Linked DNA regions of Mus musculus: region 1 is linked to region 2. Evidence: chromatin contacts called from public HiChIP or PLAC-seq data. All regions are on one chromosome and are shown on one strand. The core of a region is the stretch at or near the end of the contact, and the rest is flanking DNA. Distances in the headings are between cores, read along the strand shown. Region 1 holds the start of Cstl1 (cystatin-like 1). Region 2 has its middle 34 kb from the start of Gm24221.

Region 1 (4,172 bases), core at 973-3,472, 630 kb before region 2:
TGCACATGAAACTTCTTACTCACTATTAGTCTCCATTGTTCACTTAGAATACAGCCATATCAGTAAATATTTGACAAGTGCCACTAGGTGGCAGCATTGTGCTAAATTGTTGCTGTTCTGACTCATTTTGCCTCTGAAGAAGCGGCAGGAAAGATTCTAGATGATGCGTAATCATGATTCCACAGCTGGGAACAGCTGAAAGGTGAAACCAGGCCCACCACTTACCACGCTTGTCTACTACCCCCTCTTTGCAGGATTGAGACGTTCAAAGTCACATCTAGATATTGAGATGTCCAGAAACCTGTGTCCATGATCCTCCCTTTCCAAGTGACAGGTCCAAATTGTCCGCTTATCACTTTAAATAACTTCAAGTTTGCATATAAACATTTAAAAAATATTTTCGACTAGTTAACTGTTAATGGTAGAAGGTTGATTTCACAGGTTATATTAGTATCTCAATTATAGTTTAAGGAAACCGATCAAAGTGAAGACGAAGCAGCGCCACCTTGTGGTTATAGTGCATAATACCAAGGAATCCCCAGGAATGTCTGTGTTGGGATTAAGGAACTTTAGCTATCAAACTTACATTGCCCACCCGGCCCCATGTCTTCCCCTTCTTGCTGTTAACTCCTGTTCCATCTGCTTTCCATTCTCTCTGACTAGTAATCTTCTCTCATAGTGAACGATTTCTTCTCAAAACTGCATAGCTAGGAAGCAGAATTGTTTCTGACTGGTTTGATCTGACCTTGAGGAAACATTGGCTCAATAGTTTTCAAGCAAATGCTTTCCTCTACCGCCTTTCGACTGATAAGATTCACAACAAAGTTGTGTGTAAAACAAAAGAGAAGGCACAATGACACGCACATGTGATCCTAGCACTCACATGGAAGGAGGGAGGACTGTGCCTAAAAACAGGTAGAATTAATCTGGCTGCATTCCCTGACCCCATTGCTCTCACCAAAGACTTGTTGCTCTAAATGTCTCAAACACAAAATTCAATCCTGATTTACAGTCCTGGACACTGAAGAAATAAAAATGCTGTTGGAAGTAAAGGAATCTACAGAGCCTGCTTATGGTTTTTCCAGATAATATCATTAAAAAAAAAAAAAAAAAAAAAAAAAGACATCCCCATGCTGCCCTCTGGTAGGCAGAACAAAATGCAATTTCTCCCATAGAACAATGCAGAGTAGCTACAGGTCAGCTTTTGGCCAAGGAAAAGGTAGTAAGGATTAGTTTCCAGCCTGAGGCCAGACTAGGTCACGACCTGGCTGTGATGACCAAATGAGCTGCTTAACTCAGAGATATCGTGTGCACCCATTGCACATGAAGCTACCTGAGGAGTTTCCAGGACTTGGTTATAGAAAATCCCCATATGTCTCAAGAAGCAGGATGGGGCTTGTGTTGATGTCCGGGCAACAAAGCACAAACCTGCATCTGACCTTGAATTAGCTTCTGAACTTGATACAAGTAGGTGTCGTTGCTTGCGTTGTTGTAAGAGCGGATGAAAAAATGGAGTGTCGAGTTGATGTTTTTCTTGCTCATGGCCTTCTCCTTGAAACCCCCCCACCTCTGGATGTGATTCACCTTAGCCATTACGACCACAGTCACCAGCAACAGCAGCAAGGGGATCCTCAAACCTCTGGCCTTCATCTCCATGGCTTCGGAAGGCACTTAGCTGCAGTGCTGCCAGCTTTCGAGTGCAGCAACAGTTCTCTCCGCCTTCCACAGCAGTCTTGCCGGCATTGGCTTCCTGGGAGACAGCTTCACGGACCCTAAAGCAGAGATCAAGACACTGAGTTCACTCTTCCAAAGTGCTAAGGACACTATCCATGGAAAACTTCCCAAGGGCCAGAGCAGTGCTCCTGCCACTAGCAATGGCCATTCTGTTCTTTAGCAATCCAGGTTAAGAGGTTGTCTCTGCACACATACCAAGCCATGAGAGCGTTCCCTAGCCTTGCCTGTACATGTAGTGTGATCCCAAGAACAGACTTCAGAGCCACACAATAAAGACATGCTATAGCAGAGGGCACTGTGTATGGAAATAGATGAAAGTTTATGGAATAAGTTGTATTTGAACTGAGACAAAGGAATTGACCACATGGAACCTGGCGTAGTATATTCCACCCACCTTATCAAGTCACCAGCAACCCCTGTGCTTCCTCAGTCAGGTCCCCTTACTCACCTGCCTCCTACCTGCCACAGATTTCTCTCTGCTGTTTCCCACTGTGCTGGCAGGTTCCCAGGCTATCCCTTGTAATCCTGTTATGACCCAGCAGAGCTTTGTGAGGTAACCCCAAGCTCCCCATGTGAAGTCAGCCAGGAGTCTTACTCAGAAATTATCGCTGCAGGGTGCAACCTGTATGTTAAGAGCTCATTACAGTACCCTAATGTTTTGCCCCCAGCAAAAGAACAATAGTAAGAGAATCAACAAAGCCTTGGACTAGAGAGATGTTTTCTTCAGTGTCAGCATAAGGATCCTAGCTTAGATCCTCAGCACTCACAGAAAAGTCAGATTGGGCTGTGAACACTAATAGCCATAGTGTTGGAAAGCAAATATGGGTGGGTCCCAGGGCCTCACCTGTCAATCAGTGTGGACAAAATGCTAAGTCTAGGTTCATTGAGAGACCTAGCCTCAAAAATAAGACAGAGAGTAATGCTGTAAGACATTCCAATAGCAACCTCTGGCCTTCATACACATCTACCTGCACCAACATACACACACACACACACACACACACACACGCACGCACACACACGCACGCACATATACCACAATCTGAATGTACTGTAGTGACTGTATTGTGAAATGCTAACTTCTTAGTTTTATAGTTGTACTGGGATTATGTCAATGTTTCAGGAGGTTAAAGACCTAGGCGAGGTTCTGTGGGCTTTTGTTTGTTCGGGATCTTTTCAGTCTATTTGTAAGTTTCATATTATTTCAAAATTAAAGTTTAAACGTTAAAAACTAAAACTAGTCATTGAGAAGCAGAGTGATATGGCAGGCAACACACATGTCTCATGCTCCAGCTGTACTCTGGAGATTCTGGGCTACTTAATCTCCCTGAGCCTAGATTTTTTCATCTCTGTTTTTGAAACAGAGTCCCATTATAGAGTTCTGGCAGGCCTGGAACTCACAGAGATCTGCCTACTGAGTACTGGGATTAAAGGTGTGTGCCACCACACCTAGCATTTGTCCTTGTGTCCAGCACTGGAGATTTCTCAAAATCATCTGTGTGATTCTTCCTGAATCTGATTCATATGCTGGATCCATTGTCTGATGAGCTCCTAGTCCTAGTCTAAGCTTCATTGTGTCCCTCCAGTAATAATAGTTTATAGTACTATTAGGGTACCACAGCGTCCATATTGTGCTCCATAGAGTCCTAGAATCTGTCGAGCTCCAGACATGGAAGCTTTAGAACACTCTAGGTTGGATGAGCCGAACTCACTACAAAATAGATGTCTCACCTATACCTTTCTCCTCTGTATTAGAAATGACTTGTTAAGTAAGCTCTGCTACTTGGGTGGAGGAAGAACTCTGCTTATTGACAATCAACACACTATTAATTAAGCTAAATATAGCCAACAAAATTGGATTGTTATGTGCCAGCAGAAGGACAGAGGTGTACGAAACATTCTGTTTAACTGAACTTGGGGTTCAGTTCTTTCTTTCTTTCTGCTATGTATTTTAAATTTTTATTTTATATTTATGAATGTTCCGCCTGAATGTACATGTGTGTTCCACTTGTGTGCTTGATGTCTGACAAAGTCAGAAGGGAGCGTCAGAGTCCCATGAGCTGGAGTTACAGATGGTTGTGGACCACCAATGTGGGTGCTGGGAATCAGGTACAGGGCTTCTCTGCAAGAGCAACAGTACTCTTAACTAATGAGCCATCTCTCCAGCCCTGGGGCTGAGCTTTTCAAACAGTCCTCTGCTGAGCCTGAGTGTAAGTCATAACTGCACAATAGAACTGCTTCCTGCCTCATGTCAGTGTGGGCATCTTGTTTCCTGAATTAGTTCCCCCCAAACAATACCAGAAAGACTGATGATTTGGAGGAGAAAATAAATATTTATTTAATCTATGGGATAAAGGAGAAATAACTGGCCTATTTGTATCAATGGGATATAGAATAAATGGGCAGTTTTTTTTAATGTTCAAGAACTAAGTGGGGTC
Region 2 (4,026 bases), core at 975-3,474:
AGACATGTTCAGGAAGACTAATACTCTTTGCTTTATATGTGTATACACAAAAGCATGTAACATGGAAACAGAAGCAGGGATATTTAGGAAGAGAAAGGTAGCTAGGGGGAGGAGAGCAAAAGAGGAGAATGGTGAGGAAAATGGTCCAAATATACAGTATTCTAAATGAAAATGTCAATAAACTGTGTAACAATAATAATTTTAATACCTACATTACAATCCTACATTGATATGCTAGTGCCTGGCATGCACAGCTGGCTGTATCCTTCTCTGGTCTACATCTTTTCATCAGTAAAATGAGCATAGTTCTGTCCTCTTATTTCTCTGGGTTGCATGAAATTTGGATGGAATTGGAGACTGCAAAGATGTTGTAATGAGGAACTGGTAGGTAGGAAGGCTTCTGTCATGCTGAACAGAAGTCATATAAGGAGACTCTCACTAACAGGAGAAAGGATGGTGAGAGAGGAAAAGAGCAATATCAGCAGGCAGAGGGACAAAATTCTGTCCTTCCTGTGTGTGGGAGGTGTTTAAGGTAAAACTTCATCCACCCCCTACTCCCATCCTTGCCTGAGAAATTGCCTTTGGAGAGGTGATAAGCGGAGCTCTTGTCTTTAGCTGCATATGTATCAAAAGATGGCCTAGTCGGCCATCACTGGAAAAGAGAGGCCCATTGGACTTGCAAACTTTATATGCCCCAGTACAGGGGAACGCCAGGGCCAAAAAGTGGGAGTGGGTGGGTAGGGGAGTGGGTGGGGGAGGATATGGGGGATTTTTGGGATAGCATTGGAAAGGTAAATGAGGAAAATACCTAATAAAAAATATAAAAAAAAAAAAACCAAGAAGTCATTGCCTGATTGAGAAGCCTTCCTACAGCAGTGGTTCTCAGCCTTCCTAATGCTGGGACCCTTTAATACACTTCCTCATGCTCTGGTGACCCCCCCCCATAAATGTGTTTTTGCTGCTACCTTATAACTGTAATTTTGCTAAGGTTAGGAATCATGATGTGAATATCTGATATGAAGGATATCTGATACATGTCCCCTGTGGCGGTCACAACCCACAGGTTGAGAACTGTTGTGCTAATGACAGTGGGTCACCAAGTAAAAGGAGTATGACAGTTTCATCTGGGTCCTAGCACCCATAATTGACTCAGGACTGTCAGATGCCTTCAAAAGATGTAAAACCTGCTTCATAGAAGGCAGCCTTCAGTTCTCAGGAAATCCTTTACCAAGTCTCTGGTACCTGGCAAGAGGTTTTATGGAGGACCATGGCATCAGAGGCCAGCAGAAACAGCAGATTCCACGGGCTATCAATGCTGCATAGGACGATGGTAATCCGTGGGTCTTCTGAAAAAAATGTAGGTGCAAAGAAAGCAACACGGCAGGGAGTGGTGCAAGCTAAGAGCTGGTAAGACAGTGTGATCAATGTCAGTAGGGCTCTGTCTGGTGTGGGGAACTGCACAGAGAGACTAGGACATCACAGTGACTCACAAGAGGCTCAAGGAAATGGAAATCTGGGACGTAGAAAAGCTTTATAGCATCTAATGTTGTCTGCATTCCCTGCAAGAAACATCCTCAGAAACAAGGGGATGAATGGACTCAGTTAGGATATGCCCCAGAACAATAACAAGCAGGGGAGATGACAAAATTGGGAAAGGGAGAAATAAGCCAGGACCCGGTACTCTAGAGTGATCCATTCTGCCAGGGAGCACTGGAGATGGAGTCACAGCTGGACACAGCTAGGGTAGGCTCAGTGGGCAATGAGACATCTGGAGTACTTTGTTCTACATTCAGCAAAGGGTTAAATCAGTTCTAAGAAAGATCTAGTTACTGGACAGCTTAAGGGAGGTCACCTCTCAGACCTTGGAATGTCCCAGGTGATAAGAGTCTTTATTTAGCTGGGACCTTGGGCCACACCAGATAGCCCATGTTAACAATGCCATTTATGGTGGGGGCCTAGGTGTCTGTTTGACCTCAGAGGGCGCTAGAGATTATAATGAGCCAGATGAGCAGTCATGTCTGTGTGACTATTGGATACTTCGTGTCCCTGGTTAGTAAAGCTATATGAGTGTGGCTTACCTCAACAGTGGAGGGAAAATCAGGCTCTGCTGTCAGAGCCCCCTGGGGAAGAGAAGCTGGAGTACCACAGCTTGGTACTCTGAGCCTGACCCCAGTGATTCGATTCTGCTGATTTTAATCTGTGTCCTGCTGTCGTAACAACACATAGGTGGTTCTGATTGCTTTTCTGAGTCCTGTGAGTCCCAATGAGTCATGGACACTTCCGTCACTGGTTAATAGCTTGTCTCAGCTCCCCACACAAGCAAAACAATCAAAGCCTCAGGTCAGACCCCCTGAGGTATATAGGCACTGGCGGCTGTTGGAAGCACAAATGAGCCCCAGTATGGCAAGTATGGAAATGATAAAATATCCAGGGATGCACCCAACACTGATAAAAGCTGATGGTCCACATAGTGGTCTCCAATGCAAAGCCCTATGCCATCTACCTACAATAAGAATAATCATATTTGTTAAATAATATTGAGATCATCTGTCATCACTGCTAAGAGTCATCACATGATCCTAAGCAAACCTCCCACTAGTAGTCAGTGCAGGAGAGAACTGCCCATCCATTTGACTGGGATGACTTTAAAGTGGTGTCTCCACACTTCCTGGAGCTGGATCCTGTGGAAAGCTATTAGTATTGGCATCTGTGGTACTGAGCCAACTCCGTTTCTGATCCCACAGCTCCAAGGTAGAGCCTGCACCTCTGAATTCTAACTGACTCCTAAATAGGGCTGCTGGTGGTCCAGCGCACTCCCAGAAAGTCATTCCTTCACAGGTCCAGGTAGAGGCCAGGCTTGCCAGTGGCACAGGCTCTGTCCTGATGAGGAAGATACTAAGTAAGAGGAATAGAGAAAATGCACTACTTACTATGCCCTGACTCTTTCCAGTACATTCTTCCCAGTGTGAGCACAAAGGCAAGTATTTGCTGGAAATGTGCCACCAGGAGGACATGATGGAAAAGAACTTGCTGGAATTGAAAAAGCACAGTAGGGGACTGTGTAAGAAAGGCGGAGGAGGCAAGGGGAAGAGTAATGGGGTGTGGATGACTAGTTAGCAGATAGACATTTAAAAACATTGGAAGTTCAGTAACTCATATTTGGAATGGCCCTAGGGGTGGGATACTGGCACATTACTAGCCCAAGACCCACGGACTCTGTGGCTGAGGGTCCTGCATAGGCTCTGTCTTCCATTTAATCAGGCTTGCAATAGACTAGGCTCCCATGGAGCAAGGAAACCATGGAGCAAGAAAACCAGGCCCAAGTCATGAAAGAGGAGGTGTGCTTTATGATGGGGAACTGTCCCTGGTGGTTAAAGATGAACTCAGGCAGGTTAATGAGTGAGAACAGTTGATGTCACAGGTTTGATTGGTGAGTGAAGTGATGGCCCAGAGGAAAACAGATACTATAAGGCAGGGAAATATCACCTGGGTTATACTCTGTGGATTTTTCTAATTTACATGACTGAAGTCACAACATTTAACAGGCATGCCTCCTTGACCCACACTTAGCCCACAAAGTCCTAAAGAAATGCATCATTCTAAAAATCCCTTGTGCTTGTCACAAGTTGGACCTGTTTCAAAACTGTCTTGTTTATGCATATATTCAATACATTTTATTCAGTGCCTACAGTACGCCAGGATAGATGTTCAGAATACGGAGCCTGTACTCTAGTAGGAAGGACAGATGATAAATCGCAGGCATATAAATAGGACTGCTGCAGGAGCTGAAGAGGAGACTCCATCAGGAAAGAGCTTAGTGTGCAAGCATGAGGAGCAGAGTTTGGATACTCAGCATCCATGTAAAAACTGGACACAGTGATGTCTGTGTGTAGCCCAGTGCTGATGAAGTTCCATGGACGTCTAAATTGATGAGCTCTGGGTCCATGTGACCCTGCCTCAAAATATAATGTAGAGAGGGATGGAAGAAGATGTCTAGTATTTACCTCTGACCTCCAGGCATATAAT

What was found. HiChIP or PLAC-seq counts read pairs in DNA pulled down with a chosen protein or histone mark.
Region 1: a contact with region 2 is called in an H3K27ac HiChIP or PLAC-seq map of trophoblast stem cells, with 13 times the contacts expected there. The contact joins the promoter of Cstl1 here to the enhancer-like site in region 2. A contact is called at or near these places in 5 of 39 promoter capture datasets (the 3T3-L1 cell line, the SN4741 cell line, embryonic stem cells and 2 more), 4 of 15 datasets of contacts at CTCF or cohesin (the NIH/3T3 cell line, large pre-B cells, pro-B cells and 1 more), 24 of 484 Hi-C or Micro-C datasets (B cells, LSK cells, the N1E-115 cell line and 15 more), 7 of 115 datasets of contacts at active chromatin or transcription factors (the NIH/3T3 cell line, astrocytes, bone marrow-derived macrophages and 4 more) and 1 of 9 other capture datasets (macrophages).

What each region holds. Positions count from the first base shown.
Region 1 is chr2:148,748,411-148,752,582 of GRCm38.p6, reverse strand. It overlaps Cstl1 (cystatin-like 1), which reads right to left and starts at 2,222. Exons shown (of 4, transcript NM_177655.4): 1 at 2,183-2,222; 2 at 1,429-1,772. The coding sequence starts at 1,656.
Region 2 is chr2:148,115,554-148,119,579 of GRCm38.p6, reverse strand. No RefSeq gene overlaps it. Among named protein-coding and RNA genes, the nearest start is that of Gm24221, 34 kb to the left of the region's middle. Within about 2 kb of position 2,224, at least 8 of the 459 cell types and tissues checked have an H3K27ac peak or open chromatin away from gene starts, as enhancers often do. A contact at or near this core is called in extraembryonic endoderm stem cells and trophoblast stem cells, where this site is marked.